Regions from separate parts of the Gossypium hirsutum genome. Here region 2 is linked to region 1. Evidence: chromatin contacts called from public Hi-C data. All regions are on one chromosome and are shown on one strand. The core of a region is the stretch at or near the end of the contact, and the rest is flanking DNA. Distances in the headings are between cores, read along the strand shown.

What was found. Hi-C and Micro-C count contacts between places; a contact is called where the count stands out from the background.
Region 2: a Hi-C map of leaf shows a contact between it and region 1, with 4 times the contacts expected there. The contact joins the promoter of LOC107903827 here to the promoter of LOC107939081 in region 1. A contact is called at or near these places in 3 of 34 Hi-C or Micro-C datasets (callus and leaf).

The regions. Positions count from the first base shown.
Region 1 is chrA13:79,205,503-79,211,509 of Gossypium_hirsutum_v2.1, reverse strand. LOC107939081 (calreticulin) reads left to right here and starts at 2,546. Exons shown (of 13, transcript XM_016872364.2): 1 at 2,546-2,705; 2 at 3,419-3,719; 3 at 3,807-4,062; 4 at 4,145-4,201; 5 at 4,282-4,329; 6 at 4,421-4,507; 7 at 4,582-4,639; 8 at 4,736-4,803; 9 at 4,892-4,987; 10 at 5,076-5,120; 11 at 5,201-5,230; 12 at 5,318-5,425; 13 at 5,512-5,760. The coding sequence starts at 2,606. The coding sequence ends at 5,523. It also overlaps the pseudogene LOC107939084.
Region 2 is chrA13:79,973,476-79,979,436 of Gossypium_hirsutum_v2.1, reverse strand. It overlaps LOC107903827 (protein SUPPRESSOR OF QUENCHING 1, chloroplastic), which reads right to left and starts at 4,665. Exons shown (of 28, transcript XM_016829998.2): 1 at 4,084-4,665; 2 at 3,709-3,809; 3 at 3,524-3,580; 4 at 3,348-3,442; 5 at 3,115-3,214; 6 at 2,649-2,707; 7 at 2,276-2,391; 8 at 1,781-1,913; 9 at 1,332-1,419; 10 at 1,076-1,154; 11 at 595-655; 12 at 379-454. The coding sequence starts at 4,429.

The DNA of each region.
Region 1 (6,007 bases), core at 1,297-3,796:
TACATCAAAAATCCTACTAACTTAGATTACAAATTACAAACAAACTAAAGTTGGTTACATTGGAACAAAAAGAACAAAAAATGGTCCTAAGCTAGTTGCTGCATTCGGTTCTGCTCCACTGCTGGTCTGCTTGCTGACTTGCTGGCCATATGTTGCATTGCAGGCCAATGCTTAACAGAACTGTGTAAAGATGTCGACTGATGCCTCACTCAGGGCAATGATCCCACCTGGTGCACTTGTTATGCTTACTCCACTCATCGTCGGAACCTTCTTAGGAGTCGAAACACTAGCTGGTGTTCTAGCTGGCTCACTTGTGTCAGGTGTGCAGGTAGCCATCTCAGCATCCAACACAGGAGGAGCATGGGATAATGCCAAGAAATATATAGAGGCAGGGGGTAGTGAGCCTGCAAAGTCACTTGGTCCGAAGGGTTCAGATTGCCACAAGGCTGCAGTGATAGGAGACACAATAGGGGATCCCCTCAAGGACACATCTGGTCCATCGCTCAACATCCTCATTAAGCTCATGGCGGTTGAGTCATTGGTGTTTGCTCCTTTCTTTGCAGCTCATGGAGGCTTGCTTTTCAAATTCATCTAAACTCTTGCCTTTAGTTACCCAATTTTAATATCTTCAAATAAATTGTAGTACTTTTACTCATGTTTTTTTTTTTCATTGAAATTTGAATATCCAATTTTTATCGTTTAAACCCCAAGTACTCCAGCTACTCCCTGACATTATTCTTATCTTTATAATAAATACATTGAAGTTAGGGTGTGTTTCATAAATTACTCAAAATTTTTAGTTGTTTTAATTTTTATATAATATAAAATTTTCAATAACAAATGTTGAATAAAATTAGTAGATAAGTAGTTATTTATTATTAAATGTATAAAATATTACATTTGTTTTATTTTATTAAAAATTAAAATAAATTGTCATTTAAAAAAAAGAGATATTCAAATTACCATATTTATTTTTATCCAGCACTATCCAAAATATTATAAGATATTAAATTTATAAGATTAAAATTAAGAAATAAATAAATAAAATTTTAAAGATCAATATTTACTTTTATCAATCAATATAATTTATATTCCGTACTTATATTTACTAATTTATCAAATAATTTTTTAATATAAATTTAACACTTATCAAATTCAATGCTTAATTTTTTAACATTTAGAATTTTAATTTATCAAACCCCCACTTAATTTTGAGAATTTTATATTTTTTAAGTTATTATTAATTTTTTTATTGAAATTTGTTGGTTGAGATTTTAAAATTGGATTTTCCTTGGTTCAAGTAATGTTGGATTACTTTACCTATTTTAGTTATTTTGAGTTAGAATAATTTTTAAATTTGGATTTTTATTTTTTATAGTCAACTTGAATTAAATTATATTTAAATTTAAATTAATCAAATAAAAATTTTAAATTTAACTACTCTATTGAATTTTTCAATGAATATCTAATGATAGAATTATTTTAGTTTTGATATATTAAAATAATTCTTAAATTTCATTAATCAAATTTGTAAATTTTAATTTGATAATATCTAAAATATTTTCAGATGTTATAAAACATATAATCATGTTTCTAAGGGCCCTAACATTATAAACTTTCAAAATGTTGTAAACCTTTTTAAATCAATTTTATATTTATAAGTACCGATAACTTCTAAAGATATCTAACAAAACTTTCAAAAGAAGCAACGTATCGAAATTTATAAAATAAGTATCAAAACTTATATTTAAAATAAATTTTCTTTTTACTTTTATAAAAATAATATATTTACATTATTATATTTAAATTTCATTTAAAAATATAAAATATTAGGTTAATAAGAACTAAATTATGATATAAATAATTTTTAGATATTGTATAAAAATATTTTTTAAATATCAAGTAAAATATTTAAGATTTAATTTTTCAAACATCGATTTGAGATGAAAGTTTTTTTAAAAAAAAAAAGATTTTTATGCATAATAAATATTATATTACAGTTCTATGCTATTTTCTCATATTACTAGACTCAAATTCACATTTAGTATCTATCTAAAACGTAAATATCTAAACAAATTTACAAATTTTCTTTTACCAATAGATGCCATAAATTTTAATGGAAGTTTCGGGATGATAAAACTGAAACCCAACCGCTAATACGAGACCAATTAAGAGACGTAAATAATCTGCTGCTACGCCTCAAACCAACGTCTAGGTGGACGGCCTCTACAGTTCTGTGGATCATTGCCTGCTTGCCACATGTAACACAATTCCGCTGAAATGAGACGTAACGTACTCCTAGCCTAACAAGGCAAAATCCTCCTACGTGTCACGTGAAATTCCTAGCCAATAAATTTTTGCCACGTCAACTTAGTGACACCTGTGAATGACATGTCATCAAGCCATTGGCTTCAGTCATTAACTTCAGTCCACGTCATATTTACAGAAAATAATAATACCTCGTTTTAACTGGGCCGTAAAAAGTAAAAAGTAAAAAGGAAGAAAACCATTGAAACGCAACGAGTATTATATAAACGGTACCAAAACAACCCATCAGACTATCAGTGCACTGCAGTTCTACATTCTCGCTCCGTGGAGTTCAGCTATGGCGATTCCTAAACGGATCCCTAATTTTATCTCTCTAATTCTTGTCTCTTTCTTCGTCATTGCCTCTGCTGAAGTATTCTTCGAAGAGCGTTTCGATGGTAAACTCTTTCTCACTCATTTTCCCCCCGCTTTCTAATACTCAATCTACATGCATTGAATCTTAACGTTTTAGATTGTTTTTTTTTGTTTGAATCTTTTTTTTTATTTAAGAGGTTTTGATATTTTAACTTGACGTAAATGAATGGATCGGTGATTTTTAAATGTTAAGTAGGTGATCTGGCTGTTTTCGATGGTTCCTTTACTCGAATGATTAATTTCGTTTAAAAGATGTAGTGAGTCGAGTAGATCTACACGTAATATGATTCCATAAAAGGCTCTAATTATAAAAATATATAAATTATTAGAAATGTGTTTGAATTCTTTGAGAAATGGGTGTGAATTTGTGTATTGTGTTTCAATTGTTCTGTAACTGTAGAGGATAATTGGATGAAATGATGATTAATATTATCATTCTGCTTTAGTTTATGTTATTTTTTTGTTATTTGATATATCTTGAGAATGAAAACACTAGTTCTTAGCAAAATTAATTAGATGTTATGGTCTTTTAAATCAGGGTAGATATCAGAGTCTAGCTAATGTGTTCCTACTACTTAACGTACTATGCATGGCTGCGTTACTAAAATTTTGCTTTCCCTTTAACAAACGAGAAGCTGCTTATGTTTTTATTGTACGTTTCACTGTTTTCAAACAGAAGAATTTGACCTTTTCTTTTTCTGGCTGATTTTGCATTTCTATTGTTTTTAAACCAAAGATGGATGGGAAAGTCGGTGGGTAAAATCTGACTGGAAGAAAGATGACAACATGGCTGGGGAATGGAATTACACTTCTGGAAAATGGAGTGGGAATCTTAATGACAAAGGTATTCAAACTAGTGAAGACTACAGGTTCTATGCTATTTCGGCTAAGTTCCCAGAAGTTAACAACAAGGGCAAGACTCTAGTCTTCCAATTTTCTGTCAAGCATGAGCAGCAGCTTGACTGTGGTGGTGGTTACATGAAACTACTCAGTGGTGACATTGACCAGAAGAATTTTGGTGGTGACACCCCATACAGGTTTTACTTTATGATCTAACCTCTTGGTATCTCTAAAAGATTTTATTGCAGATTTACTGATTTTTTTGTAATGTTGGTTGGGTGCAGCATTATGTTTGGGCCTGATATCTGTGGAAGCACAAAGAAAGTACATGCTATTCTTCATTACAAGGGGACAAACCACTTGATGAAAAAGGAAGTTCCATGTGAGACTGACCAACTTACTCATGTTTACACATTTATTCTGCATCCGGATGCTACTTACAAAATTCTTATTGATAATGTTGGGAAACGAACTGGTAGCTTGTACACTGATTGGGATCTTCTCCCACCGAAGAGAATCAAGGATCCCAGTGCAAAGAAGGTATTAGTCAGAATTGATGTCTTTTTGGTTTTATTTTATCATATGAATATTTGATACAACTAAGAACTTCGCATGATGGCAGCCTGAAGATTGGGATGACAAGGAATTCATCCCTGATCCTGAAGACAAGAAGCCAGAGGTAACAACCTTCGTATTTTAACCCTTCCATGGTTTTGTTATGCTTATGCAAGCTAACCTCTAGTTTTTGATTTCCCATAGGGTTATGATGACATTCCAAAAGAAATCCCTGATCCTGATGCTAAGAAGGTAGTCATTTAATGCTTCAGTAATGCTTCTATTATAAAAAGGGCATGCCTTATTTGTAATAAAGGTTAATGGTTAAAATTATTTACACCAGCCAGAAGATTGGGATGATGAAGAAGATGGTGAATGGACACCCTCAACAATTCCCAACCCAGAGTACAATGGCCCATGGAAGCCTAAGGTTCGTGAAATCCCTGTCTAATTGCAGCATTTAATTTGACATTTTATGTGTAACAATTCTTTTTCTATCTGCAGAAAATCAAGAACCCCAACTACAATGGCAAGTGGAAGGCTCCAAAAATTGACAACCCAGGTTCATCGCTATTTCCTGTGTAGTGTTTTTTTTCTTTTCTTATCAATTAAAAATTTTTCAAGTGATTTATTACTGTGTTTTTTATGTGGTTCACAGACTTCAAGGATGATCCTGATCTTTATGTTTTCCCCAACTTAAAGCATGTTGGTATTGAATTGTGGCAGGTATCACTTTTTTTCTCTCTACATCTATCCTATTATCATTCCATGCCATTTTAGAACTATAACAAGATAAATGTTTGGTTTTTGTCAGGTAAAATCTGGAACATTGTTTGATAATATCTTAGTTGCTGATGATGTTGAGTATGCCAAAAAGCTAGCTGAAGAAACATGGGGCAAGCAGAAGGATGTATGTCAATCTATGTATTCAAACTGTTCTTGTTGACCTTATTTTTGGGGGTGATTGTGCTTGTGGTTGATTTGATTGGCTTTTGCAGGCCGAGAAGGCTGCATTTGAGGAGGCAGAGAAAAAGAAAGAGGAGGTATATTCTTGACTATCAAGTGTCATACTTCTGCCTTGTTTGCAGTTCTCTCTTTCTAACTGATGTAACATGACCTTCAGGACTCCAAGGATGACTCCGCAGATTCTGATGTAAGTCTATAACATGCCTTGTTAATGATATAATTTTACTTGGATTGCCATCTTTCTGGTTTTCATTGTGTTTAACGGATTATCCAGGTGGATGATGATCATGGTGATAGTAGTAGTGATGATGGTGAAGGAAGTGAGTCTGATTTCGATAGCAAAGCAGACGCAAGCAAAGACAGTGTTGAGAAAGACGTACATGTAAGTAGTTCTTTTCCTTTCTGCATTTGCCTATATATAGTTTTTGGATGCCTCATTAATCAAAATGATTATCCCTTTGAATGCAGGATGAGCTGTAAGGTCAATCTGGTATAGAGAAAGCGCCGCAAAAGTGCTCTTCAAAGGATCTCCATTTCTCTTTTTATTTTTTATTTTTAATCTTTGCAGCTGTAGGAGTAGAGGGGAAAGGAATTGCCATTGCAGTTTGCGTGCACATTGCTGTCTTGATCTGAATTTTTTTTTCTTTAACTTTTGTTAAGGCTTTAGAAACAAAGAGGTTTTATTCTATGCTCAAGATTATGAAATAGTTTAAACTATGCCTATGAATTTTGATAATAATTTGATAGTCTGATCCTCTGAACTCGAATTTCATCTAACAGAAGTTTATTATTAAAGGACTTGACTTAAACAAAAATTGAAACGGTATAAATATTTCGGATTCAAATTTATTTGAATTCAAAAAGATATAAAAATTTTAAAAAATTGGAATTATTTTTATATAAATTAACTAAACTCAAAATTAATTAAAATGTCTTATGGGGAGAAGAACCTCGCATGTATGTA
Region 2 (5,961 bases), core at 3,416-5,915, 770 kb before region 1:
TGGGAATGAGGTTATAGTTCTCATATTGACGTGTATTATTCCAAGCCATGAGTAAAAATTTGTGTTAAACTGATGATTTTTCTATTAGCTGAGCTAGTCTTGATATCCCAAATGGAACCAAATACAGATGATGTATTTTCTTGAAATTAGCCACAACCATATTAGTTGTGAATATTCCATACCTTTCACGATTAATAGCCATTTAGTTTCAATCCTGGTTAATAATAAGCCAATGCTGAGATTCCATAACTTGAAAGCTTGCAGTAAACTGATATTGCTTTCCCCTTAAACATTTCAGTTTGAGCATGAAACTCTTGACATATATTAAAGCCTACATAACATGTACATCTATGGTTGGAACGTGTCCTAAGAATTTACCCTTTGAAACTGAAGTGGTGCTGTATTCAGCCAGTCAAGCTTTGCTGGAAATTCTGGCACTTTTGGAGCAGTTCCCCTTAAAAAGTGAAAGAAGATATATTTAAACAGATTAAGCATAAAATATACGAAAGGCATTTAAAGAAAAGAGGATGAATAAAAGTGAATGAAATAAATGATAAGGATGCATTATTAACAGTGGAGAAAGAAACTTCTTACCTGGATTCGAGATCAGATATATAGTTCACAAATTGTTGAATCCTTGCAGAATGCGATTCATCTATAACCAATCAAATGGCAGTTAGTTTGAGACTATGGCTTAAAAATAACTTGAGCAAATTATCTTGTTAACTAAAATCAATTGGTTAAGTGGAGGGCCCAATTTGAACATAATACCACAAGAAACCCTAGACTTAAAATATGTGAGATATCACCACATAACAACATTATCCTCACATGTAGCTGAACGAAGGCCTACACATAGACAACCTCATATGGGGTAACAACAAATGAAAGATAATGCCACATAACACTTATCATATAGAACTTATGATACCCCGAGAAACCTAAGATTTAACATATGTAAGATAAGGCCATTTAATGCTTCTCATAGAACATATTGAGCAAATATAAAACTAGAAGCACAAGAATATGACACTAGCACTAAAAAGAATTCCATGACAATTAACACATACTTTACCTTCAGTGGGTCCAAAAAATGGGTTCTTGGCTGCAAACAACATATTCCAAATAGCTTTCGGTGATGCATATTGCATTGCCTGTGAGAAGAGTCAGAGCCATTGCACACACATATATCATACAATAACAAAAAAAAAAACAAACACAAGGATTATAATGCCATTCCTAGGCAGTCATATGGTTATAATGCTTGCAGTCTACAACAATTTCAACAAGATGCAGTCTCCAGCATCCTTGTTCAACTAAGTCAGTTATACCTTCCAGTTTGAAACAGCAAAGTAGAGACAAGATAAAGCAATGCCCAAACTTCCATATCTCAATATGTCTCGCCTAGAACCCTGCAACCTGTCCATAAATTATTTCTGCAACCTCAAGATGAAGTAGTTTCATTAACTCCTATGCTTATGATAACAGAAATTCAGTGATAAAATTTTATGCTGATGGCTGAAACTTTTCTTGTATGTTAAAAATTGTAAGCTAATTACAGACATTACATGGCTTGAGTTGAATACTTACTAGATTTTGAAGAGGCACCCAAAATTGATAAAGAAAATATTTTCATCTATAAAGCAATATACATCTTAAAGCAGCATGCTGAGATTTTAAGCAAACTAAAAGAAATTGAGGAGGAAGAAAATTTTAAAATTTTAATTGATAAGAGACAATGTAAGTCTAGAGTTTTGAACACATATGGGTCATATCTTACCCCTGAAGGGAGAAGACCTCATTGCTAGGAACATCCACACCAGGGGTTGATCCATTTCGAGTTCTTTCATTGAGAATCCTTGATGGATTTTGTTCAGTAACTTGCAGAAACCGCATATTCTGCACCATCTCATCTGCAATGATATTTATTTATTAGAACTTTATATGCCAAATCTACAAGCCTTAGTGATCAATCGGGAAAAGAATGGCTTCAGGGATACCCAATGCTGCTTAGTTTAAAGGTGATTGTTTTTCTCATTATTTCATCAAATTCAAGATCAAAATTTAGTAGTATTAGCTTGTTGGTGCACAAGGATGGACTTTATCAATAGAATTGAAAATTTTCCACTACATAGGAGACAAATTACAACAGCGAATGTATCATGTGCTTCCATAAAAAAAACAAAAAGAATGCTAAAAAGCATCATCATTTTACAATGTTAATGGTACAAAATGACATTTGCACCATATTCTCAGGACAACAGACTATAACCACCTGAGCCACCACTGAGAATATCATCAAGTGAAACACTTCCAATATCATTTCTGATAATTGATGGACCAGCAGGTTTTAGAGTCTCTTCTGTCAATGTAGTTGTCACAGCTATGCATCTGCAGGCAGTGGAGAATGATTAGAATTACTATAAAGTTACTCCATTTCTGTATGACGAGAGAAGCAAATGGTAAACAAGCACAACCTAAACATTAATCTATATGTTAAAAAAAGGGAAAAGCAGGTGATTTTGATACAACATATTAATCATGTAAGCAAATCATATTCTTCTCCCAAGTTGAAAGTGTGAAAAGAAAATAAAGAAGGAAGTAAAGAGCAAAGTAAATAGAAACAAACATGAATATAGATCACTTACCTCATTTTTGCTGCATTAGCAGCCTGTACTCCAGCCAAAGCATCTTCAATAACAAGACACTGGCAAATATAGGTAGAGGTCATATTTCCCAGCAGAAGAATTACAATGGAACTTTAGGAAACGAAGAATTTTAAAAACAGAAGCTCTGCAGTATTATTGTAACAAGAATATAAAATTCTCCAAGCAAGTCATAAAGCTATCAAAGTTCAGCTAACAGACAGTGTACACCACCCACAAGAGAAATGGGAAGTATGTTAGGTGCATGAGACATGGCAAAATCAGTAAGTTTTTAATACTTTTTGGCACACAAAGAAGAAAAATACATTTTCTATTTCACATAAATTCCAATAAAAATTGCAAAGAAAAATAAATGCTGCAATATCACCATTCTCATGCAGCGTAACTTTGGTCAATGAAAAGGGAAGAAAATAGTTGCAATTGGTAGAGGGGAGAGAACTAGATATACCTCATCAGGGGAAACGTCTAATATCTTTGATGCAGCTAAGAAAATATCTGGAGCAGGTTTCAGATTCTCAAAAGCATCTGCTGACACAATAGCATCGAACCTGATATATAAAGGCTAGAACCATAATAAGAACAAGAAAAAAAAAAAACAGATTGATGCTGCAAAGCTAAAAATGTAAATATACAACCAATATATTCATCCAAACAACTATATTAGGTTGGCAGTTGGCTTACATTGATAAGGGCAATCCAGCAGCAGCTAAGTTAGCATCTACCTTGACACGATCAGCACTGGATGCAACAGCCACTTTTAGGCCTTTGTTTTTACACTGTCACACAGAATATTCCATCATATGATCATAAACCTGAGGTGACATCATTATCTCTCCAGTGACAATTGGCTTACGTACCTCATTAATGAGCTCAAAAGCACCTGGAAATCCTATTCCAGAATTAGGTTTTGCATACTACAAGAAGGAAAGAACTTTTTGTGTGAAAATTTGTTCACTGAAAAACACTAAAAATGGGCATTGTATGATTGTCCTTTCATAAGAAGAAAGAATAACTCTCCATATAAAAACTAAGTGCTGATTACCTTATCAAGATATATCTCAAAGAATCTCTTTTTTGCTGCCTCAGTGTTAAATTCTTTAACACCCTTAACAGAAGCAACGCCTCCTAAAAAGTTTGCTTCACCTGGTATATCAGTGAAGTAGAAATATGCAGGTAAAGTTAACAGCTCTTCATGACATCAAAATTAATTGACAATAAATCAGAAGAACTATTTGTCGCAGATTTACATATTTATGAAGAACTCTTTGAAACACATTTACTTCTTAATCAGCACCATACAATTAATCACCTACATTCCTCAAAATTCATACTTTTCCGAATCACTCAAATTTATGGAAGACTATCCATAACAGGAGAAACTTAAAATAAATATCAAGGGATCAAACTAAAATTTTACCCATTCCAGTGAAAGGAGCAAAGTCCTCCGCAATGACTTGGACACCCATCTCTGCAAAAACATCAACAGCAGCCTTTCTAGAAGGGTTCTCACTATTGCACAACACTCCATCCATGTCAAAAAGTACAGCTGTCACCTTGCCCCACTCTTGTTTACTAGTTTCTTTCACATTCTTTTCTTCCACCTTAACACATGCCTTTACCACCATTTTCCTTGTAAAAATTCTGCACTTGGATCTCCATTGAAAGAAGGAGGTTGCTGTTGAGATGGGTTTGGGTGATGAGAAGAAGGAGAGCTTTGTTGGATCAGATAGAGCAGTTGGAGTTGACAATAGTCTCACGGCCATAGCACAAACTCAGTTTTCTGTTTGAGTGGCGGTAACTGGCTCCTGGAAAGGAGCTTTTCAGGATTAAATTGTTTGGGTTTTTTTTGGTGGACTAAATCATCCTTGATGTAATTAAAACAGACCTTTGATTTGTTGGGCTAGTTGTCCTTGTAGTGCACTGAAAATGGTTGGATGGTGTTTATACTATAAGTAGTGGTGGAGATGAAGCTTCGTCTTCTGCTGATTATTTATTTGGTTGCCAATAATTGGTGCTTTATCCAATGCATTTGTATGGGTCTTAGTGACATTAAACTAGTGACAGGGGCCCACTAAAAATAGATAATGATAATTGGAGTAAAATTTGGTAAATACTCCATAATAAGTGTTTCCTCACCGTTAATATAAAAGGAAGTATTGTATGAAATTATGGTTACACCTAATTTTATCTCTTTTCAATAGAAAAATAATTAATTTTTAATTTTTCTTCTTTTAATATAATATATATATATAAATAAAAGATAATTGTTGTTTACCTTGAGGATTTAAATATTATTTTTAAAATATAAAAAATTAATTTTAAAAAAATTGAGATGAAAGATATTATAAAAACAAAATTTTGTTTCGGCCTATACATTGAGTATTTAAATGATGAAATTCATATCCATCAGTCAACTTATATAAAAAAAATCTTAAAGAAATTTTACTTGGATAAATCATATTCATTGAATACCTCAATAGTTGTAAAATCACTATATGGGAATAAAGACTCATTTCGTCTTGATGAAAATGATGAAGAATTTTTTGGTCATGAAGTACCATATTTAAAAGTTATAGACTTATAAGGCATTAGTGTATCTTGAAACAACACACGACCTGATATAACATTCATAGTGAACTTGTTAACAAAATTTAAATTCTTCTCAAACACAGAGACATTGTATGAAATTAAACATGTATTTAGATGTCTTAGAAGAACCATCCATATGGAATTATTTTATCCAAGTGGAAGTTGAATTATTCTTTCTTTTTTCTACTATTCTCTTTTGTTCTTTATAATGATATTAGTTTATAATATTTATGAAATAATTAAAAATAATTTATAGTTATTTCAAATTATATTTTTATTAATAAAATAATATATCACAATATTTTATTTTTATTTCTTTATGACTTAATAATATATCATTTAGTACTAGAGTATGACATTTTTTTTATAACTCCCCCATACTTGACCCGATCGTCGGGTCAAGATATCAAAAGGCTACATTTGTTGTTGAAGCAATGATAATTAAATTAAATTCATTTCATCAATTCATTCAAGTTATTGGGGTCATTAAACATTTCTAATATAATTCAAACACATGTCTAAATTTTATACGAGCTTCTAATAGCTCTTTTAATAGTCAAACACAACAACGTGGAACCCTCGATGCTGCGACGTCACATATTGACTTATGTCATCGAGACGTGGTAATCTTGATGTCGTGACGTGCATTCTATTTTTAAAATTTTTCCATTTCTTCAAATTTCATCACCTATAACCCTATTCAAAT